Regions from separate parts of the Mus musculus genome. Here regions 1, 2 and 4 are each linked to region 3. Evidence: chromatin contacts called from public promoter capture Hi-C and targeted proximity ligation data. All regions are on one chromosome and are shown on one strand. The core of a region is the stretch at or near the end of the contact, and the rest is flanking DNA. Distances in the headings are between cores, read along the strand shown. Region 1 holds the start of Ptprcap (protein tyrosine phosphatase, receptor type, C polypeptide-associated protein). Region 2 holds the start of Znrd2 (zinc ribbon domain containing 2). Region 3 holds the start of Npas4 (neuronal PAS domain protein 4). Region 4 holds the start of A930001C03Rik (RIKEN cDNA A930001C03 gene).

Region 1 (2,700 bases), core at 58-2,557, 840 kb after region 3:
CACCCCAAATCTGAGGGTACCAGGCAGAGCCTGTGGGAGACAGTAGGGAGGAGTTGTCACCTGATGAGACCAACTGAATTCTAACAAAGACCTCAGCTGCCTCAAGCAAAATAGAGACAGTCAAGCAGAAAATCACCAGCCCATATTTGGTTAGGCCTTTGCTATTGTGCTCACCTTCAACCCAACCCTGTAACTCACTTCTCACTGCCTGAGGCCTGTGCCTGTCAGAGGCCTGTGCGTTGGCCTTCCCTTTGCTCAGACACTACTTCACAGCCTCATGGTGACATGCTTGCCAAGCCTGGCTAGGCCTGGCTGATGATGAGGTCCTGCCCGGCTGTTTTTTTTTTTTTTTAAACTTACTCACTTTACATTCTGGTCACTGTCCCCTCCGGGTCACCCCCTCCCACACCTGCAAGACTTCTACAGCTAACTTGTCAGACCTCAGCCCACCCATTCACCGACCTCAGGTCCCTTGATTACTCTTTTCCCACCAAATCCTACACTAGAGAATAATCTTGATCCAGTTGTGTTACATTTCCCACCAGAATAAGCGCCTGGATTTGGGGTGGGGAGCACTTAAAACCATGGACATAGATGCTCAGTGGATATTAGCTGGCTGTGTGGCCTGGCCTGCCTTGCAGTAGAGGGAGTTGAAGGGGTCTGAGAGGCTAGTGGCAGGTTGCTCTCTGGAGGCCATGATGGAGATATCTAGACCAGCTCAGAGGTTGACTGGTCCTAGAATGAGGGGTCTTTGAAGCCCCTCCTCGACCATGGGGCTGCCCCAGCTGCAGGGTTTCCGTTGTTCAGCTCCCCACTCTACCCCAAAGGGCCTCAGGCGTGCAGGGCCACCGGTCTGGGGGCAGCATGTGTAGCTATCAGAGGAAGCCTGCGGTTGGAACAAAGCAGGTGGTGGGGGTGGTAGCAGGGGGTGGGGGGAAGGGTGCTGGGCACAAGGCTCCCCCGTAGCATACCAAGCTCTGGAGAAAGAGTTACACCTAAACTCGGCTCGTGAGGGGACCAGGTGGAGGACTGTCCCAAGGGTCTTGGAATAGGGCTGTGCCCAGGGTGAGGAACTAGAGGACCTACCTTTAATCCCAGAGAGCCCAGATCTGAGGTGAGGGCTAAATTCCAACCCATTCTAGTCCTGGGTCTCAGGCTACGGAAGGAGACCCTTCCTTAACTCCTGGAACCTTGATATTCCATCCCCAGCCCACGGTGCCCCAAGAGCCCAGAGGGTCCCACAGCTCACCATTGATCCGATGGCTTTTGCACGGGCACCCACCTCTGACTGTTTAGTGAGAAGTGAGCCCCACAGCTCTCAGTAGAGTAGCTAGTAGGAGTTACACTTCCGTTTCCTGCCCAAAATGCCCCACCCACTCTTGTCTATTACAGGACCCTCACTGGGTCTCAGCCTCAGGATTACCCAGACAGGTATTAGATCTTCTCTCTCTAGGTGAGGCTGGGGCCACAGGATCTGTGACCAGAACTCCAAAGGGAGGAAGTGTGCATCTATCTAACTCAAAGCAGGACAGCCACCTATACATTATGTAGCTTTGGCAGGTCTGGAACTCTGAGCTCCTAGCTCTGCCTCTGGGGTACTGGGACTAAGTGGGTATCTGGTTAGCCTTAAAACAAAAAACCAAAACAACAAAACTGTACACATGCCTGCATACGTGGGGACAAATGGAAGTCAGATGCCTCTTTCCACTGTGGGCTCCAGGAGTTGAATTCAGGTCTTCAGGCTTGCTTAGCAAGAGAATTTACCCACTAGCCCATCCCCCACACCTTTCCCTGGCCTTTTCACCTCAGTTTCTCTGTATGGTGGAATTCTGGTATGCAGGGGCTACTTTCCATATAAGGTTTGCAGTTTCCCTTTCTAGCATCCACTCCTAATCCTCCACAACAGTAGGTCAAACCTGGCTTTAGAAAGAGCATTTTATTTGGAATGAAAATATAGACCCCATCTCTGCTGCTTTTTCTGGTGAGGGGGCAGTGGGTTGGGCAGGTCGAGGAGATGGTCCCTTAAAGTACTTGGGAATTTGCCTTGGTACAAAAATCTTCCAAAAGTCAGGTGGTGCTTCCAACCTGGGCCCCAGGCTGTGGAGAGGTGCAAACTGGCTGTGACCTGCCACAGAGGCACTGAGCAGCCAACTGCCTGGTGTGACCTGGCCACAGAAGCTAGGTGGGAAGGGTTGGAGGAGGCAGTGTCGGGAGCAGGTCCCTGGTGGTCCTATGTATCCCCATTCTCCATGCGGCCCAGCTGCTCCTCCAGGCGGCTGATACGTTCTCCCTGCTCCTTGACCAGCATCCGGAGTGCCCGGAGCTCCTGCATCACCTCTTCCAGCTTCCCAGCTTCCTACAAAGACAAATGGAAGTCAGAGGCTATCAGCCATAACCCACCCCCAGGGAAGAGGCCTGGTGCCTAGCCAATGGGACAGCACTCCCAAATGTAGGTCACATACACCAGCCCCAGCAAGGTTGCCACTGGGGACATCAGTAACTGCAGTAGCTGTGGAGGCTCCGGAGCGGCTGTAACTGGCAGGCCTGCTGTCTGATAGCACGTTGCGCCGGCTGACCTTCAGGTCCCGTTGTTTACTGGGCACATAGGCTTCCCGTAGTGAGATGAGGATTGGATTAGCATCCTGACCGCTCACCCAATCCTCTGCTTCAAGAGCAGCCTCAGGCCCGGCTGTGTCAGGG
Region 2 (2,700 bases), core at 42-2,541, 740 kb before region 3:
CCTCTTATTTATTTTATGCATGTGAGTATATGGTAGCTATTTCCAGACACCCCAGAAAAGGGTGTCTTAGCCCTTTTACAGATGGTTGTGAGCCACCATGTGGTTGCTGGGAATTAAACTCAGGAGCTCTGGAAGAGCAGCCAGGGCTCTTAACCGATGAGCCATCTCTCCAGCCCTTGGTCTTTTAATTACTTGGTGCTCTTGCAAAGAACCCAGGATTATGAGGAGCACTGGTCCTTGATTTGTAACCCACTCGAGTATAAGCCATTTTCACCAGCAGGCCCTACAGTCCTCTGAGAGGAGAGAATGCCTCCGTAAGATCTGGTGGGCTCTCCTGTAGAGCACTTTCTAACCAGTGATCAGTGGGGGAGGGTCAAGCCCATTGTAGGTGGGGTCATCCTTGGGCTGCTGCTCTTGGGTTCTGTAACAAAGCAGGCTGAGCAAGCCATGAGGAGCAAGCCAGTAAGCAGCACTCCTCCATGGCCTCCAGCTTCCTGCCCTGCTTGAGTTCCTGCTTTTGATGAACATGTTATATGGAACCATGAGTGAAACAAACCTTTTCTTTTCTTTTCTTTTCTTTTTTTTTGGCTTTTCGAGACAGGGTTTCTCTGTGTAGCCCTGGCTGTCCTGGAACTCGCTCTGTAGACCAGGCTGGCCTCGAACTCAGAAATTCGCCTGCTTCTGCCTCCCAAGTGCTGGGATTAAAGGCATGAGCCACCATGCCCGGCGAAACAAACCTTTTCCTCCCCAAGTTATTTTTGGTCATGGTGTTAATCCCAGCTATACTAGTCCTAACTAAGACAGCAGGCTTACATCAGTTCTAGGCATTGGTAGAAGGTGGACAGAGGACACCCAACACGCAAACAGGGAGGAGTGTTGAAATAGGCAGAAAACGACCTCAGTGTAGCTAGCCTAGTTTGAAAGATTTAGAGAACTTTTTATTGCAGTGACTGTTGGGCAGATGTCATGGTCCTGCCCATCTCCTGCTTCCCCTGTGTGGAAAGACAACCCTGAGGGAATCGGGTATTTCACAGACCTAAGGGCCACTTTATCTGAGGCAAGTAGAAATGGAGACTCTGAAAAGCCACACCCGAGTACTGAAGCGTTACCAGGGAGACGGTGGTACCCAACCATAGCTCTGGCCACCAGCCGAGCCCGTAGGTCAGGGTCAAATGTGCAGCAGACACGCCCCCCCTTTGACTAAAGCGCCAGGAAGACCGTGTAAGCGTCACTTCCGCCCTCAGCTACCACATGTGGGAGGCGGGGCCGTAGTGGGGGCGCATCTTATTTGGATCACTTCCGGTGAGCCCAGCAGTGACCACGGCAACATGGCCTTGAACGGTGCAGGTATGCGCTTGGGATGTTTGGGCAGTGGCCGTGGGGTGCGGGAGGCAGCTCTCTCTATCTCCTGTGCCTGTTTTCTCTAGATGTCGACGATTTCACCTGGGAGCCTCCGACTGAAGCTGAGACGAAGGTGCTGCAGGCGCGACGGGAGCGGCAGGATCGCATCTCCCGTCTGATGGGGGACTACCTGCTCCGTGGTTACCGCATGCTGGGCGACACGTGCGCCGACTGCGGGGTGAGGCGAGTGATGAGGCCGAGGCCGCGGACCGGGCCGCACGACCTTTCCTCAGCTCCCTCTTCTGTGAACCCTGTCTCTCCGGCTCACCTATGTCCATGTACTTTCTGGTCCCCAGACGATCCTCCTGCAAGATAAACAGCGGAAAATCTACTGTGTGGCTTGTCAGGAGCTCGACTCAGACGTGGATAAAGATAACCCGGGTGAGGGTCCGAGTGTGCACTGTGGGGAGAAGAGAGTGGCGATAGCTACAGAGGAACTGTGAGCCTGGGAGGTGACAGTGGAAACTCCTGCGTGCTGTGGCATTAAGGTGCCTTCTCGTTTCCGCCCTAGAGAGGTGTTTCATTCAAGAAAGACCATCAGCCTTTTGTTTCTGACACCGTGGGGAGAGTCCTAGCAAAATAGTCATCCTACGTTGTAGAGTGCACGTGCAACCCTGGGTGCTTGTGCATGTTGGACAGGCATTTTACCACTGAAGGGCGGGCATCCCAGTTTACAGGAATAGACTTGATGCATAGATGAGGCCAGGCCATCTGTCAAGCAACTGGACCTCAAGTGTAAATCAGTGGGGCAGTGTTTGGCAAGCATGTGTAAGGAGAAAGAAGAGTAGAGATGAGATGGGATTGGCTTAGGCAGAAAACACCAGCAGCTCAGGGACATCAGTAAAGAGCACATGACTCGGGAGAGGCGGACGGGGCACCCTCACTCTTCCACCACTTTTCTTGTTCTAGCACTGAATGCACAGGCGGCGCTCTCTCAAGCTCGGGAACACCAGCTGGCCTCATCTACAGAGCCTGCCTCGAGCTCTCGGCCCCCATCCCAGCCACCAGTACCCCGTCCAGAGCACTGTGAAGGCGCAGCAGCCGGGCTCAAGGCAGCCCAGGCGCCTCCTCTTCCGGCTGCACCTCCAAATACGGACGCGGTGGCTTCCACACAGACGGCCCTCCTGCAGAAGCTAACCTGGGCGTCAGTCGAGCTGGGCTCTAGCACCTCCTTGGAGACTAGTATCCAGCTCTGTGGGCTTATCCGGGCTTGCGCCGAGGCCCTAGGCAGCCTGAAACAGCTGGATCACTGAGACCTCTATCCTGATCCCTGTTCCCCTGAGAAAAACCCTCCAGAAA
Region 3 (2,700 bases), core at 171-2,670:
GTGGGGGTGTGTGTCTGGAGGGGTGGGGTGATGCAAAGGCCACACTACAAAGACAAGCCTGACATGACAGGTAGTTAAACCAAAGGTGCAAATTAGAGGGGTGGGGGTGGGGGGCGCCCACAAAGCCGAGATAGACTGTCCAACGCTCAATGAACGAAGGAAAAAAAAAAAAAGAAAGGTGTATGTTGTGCGCTCACTCAGTGACAAGTGCACAGGCAGAACGAGGAGCCCTGGAGCTAAAGATGGAGCAAGAATTGAAGGGAGATGGGGAGGGGACTCTGGCAGAATTAAAGGGTCTTGGGTAGGTGCAGCAGCCACTGAGGGCACAGCAGACCCTGGCTACTTGGCAGCCTCCCCCTCTTCCCGGCTGAAGCAGTGGGGAGAGCTTTCTAGAGCTGTGCGGAGGCCGGTAGGCCCCGCCCGCCGCTGCCGCCGCCGCAGCCGCCGGAGGATTCCTGTCCTAATATGGAGCTGGGATTCCCCCGGCCCCGCCCCCGCCCCCCAGCCCGCCGGAGAGACTGGGGCTCGCAAGAGGGCGGGGGAACAGCTCGTCTTGGGGGCTGACAAGCGGGAGGGGATCGTGGGAGAGGTTCAAACACACATCCAGATCCTCACCAGGCCCTGGGTCTTTGCCTCAGTTTCCCCGACAGGTGGCTAAGATGAACTAATAGAGGAAAAAGGAATCCCTGCAGATCACAGTGGAGATGTTTGTGTTCCTATGGTGCTAAGGAAATATGATCAAGACCGAATTCAAGTGGTCTCTTCTCCACAGGACCACCATTCCACCCTATCCTGGAGATTTAGACCCTCAGGTCAGGGCATGGAGGCGAAGAAGGAATTATTTATTTGAAACTGGCTAAGGGACTTTCAGATTGAATAGACCCCAGAAAAGACCCCCAGTTGTGACCTAGCCCCTCCCCAAAAGCCAAGGAAAGTCCCTCATGTAATTTCGACCCCTGCCTGGCAGATGGCGGCAAATTGGCAGAGGACCAAGCCCCTTCTCATCCTTTGCCTCCTTAGAAAAATCTATGTTGATAGCAGCCTCGCTTTGCCTTCTACAAACTCTCTTGTTAAGGGCTTCAGACCACCCTAATCCATGTACTGTTCCTCCTCCTAATAGAATGTAATGGAAAACCTGGGTCCCTGCACCCCATTCCTGGCTCTGCACAGCTCTTGCCAGCCGGCCCCCTCTGCACCCTCCCTTCTCCCCCTTCCCCCGCCCCCTCCCTCTCCCGTTCGACGTCACGGGATGACGTCGGAAGTCTGGGAGGGAGGAGGAGCACCCCCCCTCCCCAGCCAGTGGCTCCCTCTGCAGCTTGCTTTAGCCCAGCCTCCCGCCTCCCGCTGCCCCCCCCGTCTCTAAAAACGAGCCCCCCACGCCTGTCAGGAGCTATATAAGGCGGATCGAGGCAGGCGAGGGGGGCAGCGCTGCCGAGCGGAGCCCAGGAGTGGAGCGAGAGCGAGCAAGAGCCTGAGCGAAAAGACCGGGAAGCAAGGAAGAGGAAGCCTCCGGTGCATCGGGAAAGGATCGCAGGTGCTCGGGAGCCGGAGCTGGAGCTCCACAGCCGGCAGTCATGTACCGATCCACCAAGGGCGCCTCCAAGGCGCGCCGCGACCAGATCAACGCCGAGATTCGGAACCTCAAGGAGCTGCTGCCGTTGGCTGAAGCGGACAAGGTCCGGCTGTCCTACCTGCACATCATGAGTCTTGCCTGCATCTACACTCGCAAGGGTGTCTTCTTTGCTGGAGGTGAGCAGCTTGGGCTACCGGAGACCAGAGCTGACGGGGACCAGGGATGGAGGAGCTGAGGGAATGTGCTAAAACTGCCGCTTGTCTAGCACAGCGTGCTGGAAGCCTGTGGAGAGAAGGGACTTGAGGGGACCCTGGACTTCCTACTTTTTCTTCTGAGCTCCATCTAGACTAGCCTAAACGATAGTCCTAGCACTGGATTTGTGTGAGATAGAGCGCTAAAACAGAATGGTCCAGGCTCCCATTGCCTCAGAGGCACTCCAGGAATCCGGGGAGGGTACGGAAGGAAGCCTGGCAAGCTACAGGGAAAGCCTGCAAAGGCAAAGTATGAGGAAGAGTAGCTTGTGCTAGAAAATGCTGAGAGGGTCTTTCTATGCGCTCTGGAGCTGTTCGACGTCCTGAAGCCATCACCCTTTCTGGCGCTGCCCGCGGTGCTGAAATGGCCATAGCCCCTTTTCGCAGGAGCTGTCCGCGGTGCTGAATCCCAGTCCTTTCGGGAGAGCTCTGTCCACAGTGCTGACAGCAGAGGGCTGCTGAGGTTCCGGCCAGGCTTGGAAGTCCAGGGGCTCCCTGGCTAGATAGTTTTAGCAACAGGTCTCCTGGCCAAGATCCACAAGCATAGGGTCAACAGGTGTTGGCAGAAATAGGTCTATGGGAATTTCCTGTGTCTTCTCCAAGACTCAAAAGATGTTCTCTTTATTTCTGTGTTGTCCCTGATTCTTATCCTGACTCACCACATCTTCTCACCCTACAGGCACTCCTTTGGCTGGCCCCACCGGGCTTCTCTCTGCTCAAGAGCTTGAAGACATTGTGGCAGCACTACCTGGATTTCTCCTTGTATTCACAGCTGAGGGGAAGTTGCTATACCTGTCGGAGAGTGTGAGCGAGCATCTGGGCCACTCTATGGTGAGTACTAAAAGTCCTTGCATCTCAAGTTGGGGTATATGTGAG
Region 4 (2,700 bases), core at 158-2,657, 550 kb after region 3:
GATCTCCAAGCCCGGTTTATGTGGAACTGGGAATGGGACCGAGGCTTTCATGAGTGCTGGTTAAGCATCCGGGCAGCGCGGCTACATTTCCAGCCCACTTATGCTCACCAAAAGTTAAAAAGAAAAATCTGATCACAAAGAAGGTTGCGGAGATTTAGAGAAAAGTAAGATTTATTCCTGAAATCCAAAGTGCTCCACCCTCCAGATACTAGCTCCTCAGCCAAGTCCCGCCCTCTGTCCTGTCGCTAAGAAGTGGGGGCGTGGCTACCTTGCTCCAGTCTCTTCGAAGAGCCCCTTTTTCCTTTCTCCTGTCCTGACACCTCCTATTCTAGGCTTCTCAGAGTCGAGGTTTTGATCGGAACAGTGCAGGGTCCCCAGACTCTAAGAAACTAAGGATCATCTGCATTGATTAAACATTATACCAAAGAGCTGGAGAGATGGCCCAGAGGTTAAGAACATTGGCTGCTCTTCCAGAGGATCCCGGTTCACCCACATAGTGGCTCATAATGTCTGTAACTCTAGTTCCAGGGTTTCCGAGTGCAGAGGACACCAGGATGCATGTCTATGTCTATACATGCAGATAAAACGCCCACACGCGTAAAAAATAAAACTAAAAGGCCATCATACTATATACCATAATATGAACCATTCATGACATCTGCCATGTGCCAGAGCTAGCTCTGAGCTCTACAGATGGACGGTTCCATAGTTTTCCTTAGCTCACTGGCTGCCTGGGTGAGATGCGTGGTAATTCCACCTTCATTGAAACTTCCTGGAGCTGGCTGAAGAGGTCCTGCAGTGACCCACAAGGGCATGCCCGGGCCACTCCTTTCTCATCTGGCCTACAACATTTGGAGGAGGTCCGCAAATAGCAGAAACTCATATTCATTCATTCATTCATTCATTCATTCACCCACCCATTCATTCATAAAAATAACCTCCCACCCATGGCAGATAGTCCAGGTGCTTCCTCCTTCCCTGTCCCCAGCCTCTCTCCAAGTACTTGTCTACTCTCCCACGAGCCCTGGGTGCCCTCTGGAGGCGTAGGTCTCCGCTCACCCCTGCGGCCTCAGCGACTGCACGCAGTAGGTGCTGCAAAAGTCTTTCTTGAGTGTCTAGACAGGACGCCAGGAGACCGGACCCCAGGAGCGTCCACCCTTGGGCGGGCGCCGCACCCCCATCTTGTCCCGGGCTTCTCACCTGAGCTGGGTGTCCCCCGCCCCCCGGGCCGCCTCCTGTCCCGGCCGCCCCGCTCCCACTTCCTCCCGCCGCCCCGCCCCTTCCACATTCCTGTCCCGCCGGGCCAGCCCCGCGCCCGCCGCAGCCAGCCCGCCGCGTACCGCCTGCTGCTCCGCGCACCGCCGTCCGCCAGCCAGGGATGAACGCGTCCCAGGTTGCGGGAGAAGAGGCGCCGCAGAGCGGGCACTCGGTCAAGGTGGTCCTGGTGGGCGACGGGGGCTGCGGGAAGACGTCACTGATGATGGTCTTCGCCAAAGGGGCCTTCCCAGAGGTGAGTGCCCTCATCCTTGGCCCTGCGCTGGGGACACCCCCCATGTGCGGGTCTGCTGAGAGCTGCCTCGAAAGAACCCAGCTCTAGCCTCCTAGGGGGAAATCTCAGCAGGGCCTGGGGTCGAAGGCAGAGTTTTTCAGTTTTAGCCAGTAGAAGCAAAGTGGGACTAATAGCACTTAGGGGGAGGGGTGTCACAGGGACTGAATTGGGCCACCTAGGGAAATAGCAAATCCTACGAGAGCAGTTGTTGTCACTACTTGGCGACGAGAGTGTGAGGACTTTGGAGCTCGACTGGCAGCAGTAAAATCAAGCCTTTGCCTCTTACAGCTGTGTGCCTTTGGGCAAGTCCCTTAACCTCTCTGAAGGTTAACTACATGATAGGACTGAAAGCCCCTACCCGAGCGTAGTATAGAAAAGAGTGCTGAAAGTTAGTTGCTGAAAGTTAGTAAGTGATGTTCGTCGGGCGACATCACCTCTTCTCCATCCACTATGGTGCAAATCCCCATGCTTTACCCTAGAGAGGAAAACTGGAACACCGACCCTTCTCTGAAGAGTCTGATTATGCCATACTTCGACTCTAACCAAGCCTCAGTTTCTCAGAGCAACCTGATAGGGGGAAGAAAGCTGGGACAGTGAGGCTGAAGGCTGATGGCCGGCTCGGTGCGGTACCTGGTTGCATCCTGGCTCTCTGGGCTTGTCACTGTGAGTCCTCAAGGACCCCATGACCAGAACAGTGGCTGAGCCCTCCTTCTGTGCCTCCACGAGGAGTGGGGGTCCTGTGTGTTTGTGGGTTTGCCTTCAGCAGCAAGCCTTCTTTTCCTGTCCCCACGTCCTTCTGGCCTCTGGGATTGTGCAGAAGTGGGTAATTTGATGGAAGGAGCCAGAGAAGCTGACCTGGCAAATAGGGCACAGTCTTGCTTGCTACTCTGAATACCAGTGGTTTTTATGGTTGTTGGGTTTTTTTTTGGGGGGGGGGGTTGTATTTTTGTCGTTTTACTTTAGTGGTTCCTGTTTTGTTTTTGAGACAGGATATTACTGTGGAGGCCTTGTACGCTCAGTCCTCCTGTCTCTCGGCCCAAGGATTGCTCAGATCACGTGTATGCACCACCATACCCATCTCACAGCCTTTGGTTTTGTGGTTTGCAAAGCTGACGTCACCTTCTTTGACCAGTTACAGTTTTTTTGTTTTT

The links. Promoter capture Hi-C pulls out the DNA fragments that hold promoters and counts their contacts.
Region 1: a contact with region 3 is called in a targeted proximity ligation map of bone marrow-derived macrophages, with 7 times the contacts expected there. A contact is called at or near these places in 1 of 130 datasets of targeted methods (bone marrow-derived macrophages) and 1 of 9 other capture datasets (adipose tissue).
Region 2: a contact with region 3 is called in a promoter capture Hi-C map of liver, with 2.7 times the contacts expected there. A contact is called at or near these places in 1 of 39 promoter capture datasets (liver) and 1 of 130 datasets of targeted methods (bone marrow-derived macrophages).
Region 4: a contact with region 3 is called in a promoter capture Hi-C map of the SN4741 cell line, with 4 times the contacts expected there. A contact is called at or near these places in 4 of 39 promoter capture datasets (3T3-L1-derived adipocytes, the SN4741 cell line, embryonic stem cells and 1 more) and 3 of 130 datasets of targeted methods (embryonic hindbrain, embryonic stem cells and microglia).

Annotation. Positions count from the first base shown.
Region 1 is chr19:4,153,253-4,155,952 of GRCm38.p6, reverse strand. It overlaps Ptprcap (protein tyrosine phosphatase, receptor type, C polypeptide-associated protein), which reads right to left and starts at 1,307. Exons shown (of 2, transcript NM_016933.3): 1 at 1,250-1,307; 2 at 1-30. The coding sequence starts at 1,252. Coro1b (coronin, actin binding protein 1B) reads right to left here. Exons shown (of 11, transcript NM_011778.3): 10 at 2,463-2,700; 11 at 1,918-2,356. The coding sequence ends at 2,231.
Region 2 is chr19:5,730,323-5,733,022 of GRCm38.p6, reverse strand. Znrd2 (zinc ribbon domain containing 2) reads left to right here and starts at 1,291. Exons shown (of 4, transcript NM_020491.5): 1 at 1,291-1,347; 2 at 1,428-1,579; 3 at 1,698-1,782; 4 at 2,311-2,700. The coding sequence starts at 1,329. The coding sequence ends at 2,654.
Region 3 is chr19:4,988,691-4,991,390 of GRCm38.p6, reverse strand. It overlaps Npas4 (neuronal PAS domain protein 4), which reads left to right and starts at 1,420. Exons shown (of 8, transcript NM_153553.5): 1 at 1,420-1,749; 2 at 2,504-2,655. The coding sequence starts at 1,575.
Region 4 is chr19:4,438,030-4,440,729 of GRCm38.p6, reverse strand. A930001C03Rik (RIKEN cDNA A930001C03 gene) reads right to left here and starts at 1,407. Exons shown (of 3, transcript NR_045990.1): 1 at 1,341-1,407. Rhod (ras homolog family member D) reads left to right here and starts at 1,287. Exons shown (of 5, transcript NM_007485.5): 1 at 1,287-1,510. The coding sequence starts at 1,379.